Linked DNA regions of Macaca mulatta: region 1 is linked to region 2. Evidence: chromatin contacts called from public Micro-C data. All regions are on one chromosome and are shown on one strand. The core of a region is the stretch at or near the end of the contact, and the rest is flanking DNA. Distances in the headings are between cores, read along the strand shown. Region 1 holds the start of LOX (lysyl oxidase). Region 2 holds the start of SRFBP1 (serum response factor binding protein 1).

Region 1 (2,700 bases), core at 166-2,665, 110 kb after region 2:
CGCATCTCAGGTTGTACATGGACATCTTCTGCACGTACGTGGACGCCTGGATGTAGTAGGGGTCGGCCACCAGGTCTGGGAGACCTAAACGTCAGCAGGCGACGGGCGCAGCAGTGAAACAACCCGGCGCCCCCCGCTCCAACTCCCTACCCCTCTAGGTCCCTTACTCCTCACCCTTCTCCCACCGGGACTGCAGAGTGGAGCAGGGGGCAGCAAGAGAACTGGGGACTCCCGGGGCTGCAAAGCAATGTGAAAAGGAAGCAGGAGGGGCCAGACGCGCGGTTTGCACTAGATTCCAGGGCTGCCACTGCAGGCGCGTTGGGGGAGGGATTGGATCTGCGAGGACCGGGGCCCGCCGCGCCCAGGCAGCCACGTCGAGAAGCCACATAGCTGGGGACCAGGTGCACGGGTGGTTCCAGCGGACTTGGGGGTACTTACCGTACTGGAAGTAGCCAGTGCCGTATCCGGGCCGGTACCTGCCCCCAGGTCTGGGCCTTTCATAAGTATCGTAGTAGTTGTAATAAGGGTTGTCGTCAGAGTACTTGTAGGGGTTGTACGGGTCGTCGCCCACCATGCCGTCCACGCGGCTGGGCAGCTGCAGGTTACTGAGCTCAGGGACATCTCCCGGCGCGGTCTGGTTCTCCGCGCGCGGGGCGCCAGCTTCGCGGGCTCCAGATGTCGAGTAGCCAGCTTGGAACCAGTGGCGGGCGGTGGGCCTGGGGCGGCCGGCGGTGACTCCAGATGAGCCGGCCGTCCGCGCCCGCGCCGCGGCGGTGCGGTTGTCGCGGATCAGCAGGATCGGAGTGCGGGGCTGCTGGGCGGAGGCGCTGGCGGCACCGGGGACGGCGGCGCCCGGGTCCCGGCGGCGCTGAGGCTGGTACTGTGAGCCCAGGCTCAGCAAGCTGAACACCTGCCCGTTGTTCTCCCATTGGATCTGCTGGCGCCAGGCTCCCGGAGCCGCCGGCGGCTCGCGCGGGGGCTGCTGTTGGCCGGCGGCGGGCGGGGCGCAGCGCACGAGCGCGCAGAGCTGCAAAGGCCCGAGCAGGAACACTGTCCAGGCGAAGCGCATCACTCCTTTTGCCAGATTGACCCCGCTCGAGGAGGACGTGGCTCAGAGAAAATAAAAACAGGGCTCAAATCACGTGAGGGAGGGAGAAATCTTCAACCAAGGAGCCGAGCGGAGCACGGGTATCTCAGTCTCCACCAAGCAATGCCAAGGGTGGGATTCAGACCCTTCCCCAGTCAAGACGGCTGCTCTCGGACGTGGCACCCTTCCCTTTCCCCTTTCTCAGTCCTGGAAGGCAACGGGGAGCGGCGCGGCAGTCCCGGAGAGCGGGCAGTGTCTGGAGTGAAGGAAGGAGGAGTGATTTTAAACTTTCTGGCACGTTTGCAAAGTTACACAAGCCGTTCTGGCCCGGCCGCCCCTCAGCTATTTGTTCACGTAATGCGATTGGAAACGTGCAAGGCGGACAGCTCCTCGCCTCTGCCCCTCCCTTTCTCCCCTCCCTGCCCTCCTCCCCCCAGACACGTTGCACAGGGAGCGTTAAGGGGAAAGAACAAAACGGAACACACATCCTGAGACACACTGGCTTAATCTGGGGCGAACATGCAGGAATTTCAAAAAACTCAGACAGGCGAAGGCAGCCAGGCCATGGGGCGACGCCAAAATATGCACGAAGAAAAATGCTATTAGGTCACCAGCCCTTGAGAGGCGGGAAGTCGGGAGGTTGGGAGGGTGCTGGGGGCGAGAGGGGGGCGGGGGAGGATTGTGACTAAAGTTTATCCATAGAAGAGTTAACCAGACACATTTCCCAACGCACACTCACTTGCTTTTATGGGAAGCGCCCTCAGCAAATAAACCCCAGGATATCAAATTTTGTTTTTCTGTGTGTAGGTAATATGAGAAATGGGTTACAAATTTATTTCCTACAGTGAATATTTTAATAACCAAAAGTGAAATTTTACAGGGAACAAAGCCAGCTAACGCTGCAGCAATGAATAAACCTGTCTCTTTTTCAAAATGCCGGCCTGATTTGTACTTTGAGTGGAAGTGGAGAGCAATCGTTCATCTCCACAGTGTCTATAAGGAAGATTTACTAAAGACTAGAACAAGTCTGCACGAGAAAGCACTCAGAAGGCATCTTCACATATGCATTTTATAAGACATCTTTCTCCTTCATCTTATTTATAAAGAGGTTTGACTTTGGTTTAAAAAAAAATTAAATCATCTCTGTTAAATACTGAAAGTCAGTAAAACATCGCTTGCTGTTTGATTTATCTTCCAATCTAAACAAGGGAGTTGCTGAAGAAACAGCCTTAGAGTTCAGATTTTGGTAAAGAGAAGGAAGTAGGAGTGGTCAGAAGAGAATATAGGTAGGGAGGGGATAAATTATGTTGACTGGAAAGAGATACATAATGGACCAGTTATTCATATACCACTCAGGGTTTGGGCAGTGCTAGAAACCTCGCAACAAAAAAAAAAAATGGTTACTAAATGGTCTGATTTAACACTACTACTCAAAACCAGATTTTGGTTACCATTTTATTGGTCTCATCATTGGGCTGTTGTCCAGACATACTTCAATATTCATATACCTCTGTTAGTCTCTGTCTCTCCGTATTTAATCACTGCATTTTGGTGATGTGGTGGAACTCTGCTGATTTGACTGCCTCACATCCATTTCCCTTTTCTTTCTAGTG
Region 2 (2,700 bases), core at 5-2,504:
ACCTCAGGTGATCCGCCCGCCTCGGCCTCCCAAAGTGCTGCGATTACAGGCATGAGCCACTGTCCCCTGCTGGAAGAAACGTTTTTCCTGTATTTTAAATGAAGGGGCCTGGATTTTCATTTTGCACTGCACCCCACATATTATGTAGCTGGACTTGAAGTCCTATAGCAGTGGACAGTACCAGGCAAGTGACTCTGGGCAAGGCACTGGGTGCCTCTGAAGTCACTTTACACATCTGTAAAATAATTGTTCAGAGCAGAGTTGGGTGGCTCACTCCTGTAGTACTAGCTATTTGGAAGGCTGAGGTGACAGGATGGCTTGCATCCAGGAGTTTGAGGCTGCAGTGAGCTATAAATGTGCCACTGCACACCAGCCTGGATGACAGACAGACCAGGTCTCTAACAAAATAATAATAATTATAATAGAATAATAATATCTATCTTGTTGGATTTCTGTGGAGATTTTGAGCTAATTTATGTAAAGCTCTTGGATCAGCATTTGACACATTTTAATGGTCAATACTAGAAAGTGTTGACAATTATACATTACCTAATTCAAACACATTCCCTTACGTGTCCTATGCCCGCCGGCTAATATTTCTAAACAGCCATTCCCACAGGCAGTACCAAATGTGTATCCTGGTTTTTCTTCAAACGTTCATTCCTTAAATTTAAACCCTTCTATAGTGTGCAGGAAAAAATGTTCGCACCTCAGCTATAATGTGAGGTTGGAACAAAAAGCTGTGAGGATTTAAAAAGGCGTGTTTGTTAGAAAAGCAAAACATATTCACAAACACTAGATTTAAAAAAATGGAAGCAAAAAATCGTTCATTCAAGTGCTTGACCATTTCACAAGAGCTCTTTCACAGCCGCTCAGCGCCCCCCTCGCCATTACGAGAGAAAAACCAAGGCCGGTACAATGCGGGCGCAGTGTACTAAGGGGACACACACATACAGTGTACTAAGGGGACACACACACACACATACACACACACCCCCCCACATCTTGAAAACCTGTACGTTCCACCGCTACCAGCCCGCCTCTGGTTTCCATAGGAACGCGCAATTCCGTTGCGTCGCCCTTTGCGCCGGAAGTTGCTCTATATCAGTTCCGGTTTTCCCCTCCAAGCGTCAACGTTTCCTTTTCCCAGGCGGCAGCTAGAGCAGACGGCGGATGAATTGTGGACAGAAGAGGCTTCCGTTGAGGGGCGTGGCGACGCAGCCGCAGTCTGGGAGACTCAGTTCACGTGCAGGCAGCGGCGGATCATATTCCGTAATCTACCATGGCTCAGCCGGGAACTCTGAACCTCAATAACGAGGTGAGCGCCGAGGAACCTATGGGGCTGACATTGAGGGTCCTCAAAACCAGGTCTTTTGAGACGCGTGGTCGGAGGCGGGCAAAGAGGGTGCGGCTGGAGGAACTTTCGTGGTGGGCCCAGGGGAGTTTCCCACAACTTGGAGTTTGGCAACCGGTAATTTCCCTTTTCGGTCTCTAGGTGACTAAAGTGACAGACATGTGTCAGGCCCCACGAATTTATGTGTATGGGACTTTGGGAAGACCCTTTAGCCTGGATATTCAACATTTTCGTCTGTAAAGCGGAACTCAAGATAGTTCGTCCCAGGGTTGTGAGATTAACTGAGATACGTGAAGTATTTGCAAGTGCCTGACCCTTAAACTTTCAGTACACATTACCTGCTCCTTATTGCCTGTCGAAAATGAAAGAGAGAAATTAAGAGCTGTAGCTTCTAAGAAATTGCTGATCTTGAATGAGACTGTATGCTCAGTACTTCGTTTCCTCTTCCAGTTAGTGTCTTACTCCTTTGCTTCGATTTACAGCGGAACTTCAATAAAGAACTGTTCATACTTGCTATCCCCAATTCTTTTTTCTGCTTCTTCAGTCCATTCTCATCAGACATTTGTTCTCACCACCGTCTCTTCCCTAATGTGCTAAGGTCAACAAAATACTATTCCTACCACTTACCCGCCTCTGGTTTCTGCTTCTATTCAACAAAGTAATGTCATCCGAAGTCTTAAAGTAAGCTGGAAACGTAAGGATCGAGTAAGGAACTCACAGTGACATACAGAAAGGAAATTCTTTATCCCGTGTATGAGCAGGTCACTGTTTAGAGTACACATAGTAATGTAAGAGATATTTCATATTTTCTAGTAACAAGGCGGGAAAATGAAGTGGGTAATATTTGTACTTGGTCTTTAAGGATCTTCCCCAGGAATCACTTAATCAGTGACTCAGGAAAGGGGAAGAAGTCATTCCAGGCAGAGAAACTGGTATAAGCAGGAAAGGGTTAGTAGCAGAAGAAACCGTGGGTAATATAGGGATAGGTAACTTCACTGATGGGAACTTGTGAGATGAAGAAGGAAATAAAACTGAAATATATTCCCTACTGCCAGATTCACGAGTCTGGATTTCAGTTGAAAGTGGAGTACAAGATATGCTGAAGAGGGAAGCTGCAAGCAGTTACTATTTACTCATAAACATACATTAAGCTTATGCTTTCTGCCAGAAAGCATTTGGTGGGCTATTTTCCATTAGGTTACCTGTGATGTATGAAAGATCGGAGTAATGTCCTTGGGATTTCAACCCCAGGGAGCTTCATATCAAATTTTGTAATGACTTTGATGATGGAAATGACAGGGGATAAGCCATTTAAGACTGTTTTTCCACTTAGCTAACTTCTGTTC

Evidence for each region. A called contact is a pair of places that touch in the nucleus more often than the background predicts.
Region 1: a Micro-C map of CD4 T cells shows a contact between it and region 2, with 6 times the contacts expected there. The contact joins the promoter of LOX here to the promoter of SRFBP1 in region 2. A contact is called at or near these places in 3 of 14 Hi-C or Micro-C datasets (CD4 T cells, blood and fibroblasts).

Annotation. Positions count from the first base shown.
Region 1 is chr6:131,077,109-131,079,808 of T2T-MMU8v2.0, forward strand. LOX (lysyl oxidase) reads right to left here and starts at 1,416. Exons shown (of 7, transcript XM_015140637.3): 1 at 439-1,416; 2 at 1-84. The coding sequence starts at 1,069.
Region 2 is chr6:130,968,014-130,970,713 of T2T-MMU8v2.0, forward strand. It overlaps SRFBP1 (serum response factor binding protein 1), which reads left to right and starts at 1,255. Exons shown (of 8, transcript NM_001266668.1): 1 at 1,255-1,318. The coding sequence starts at 1,283.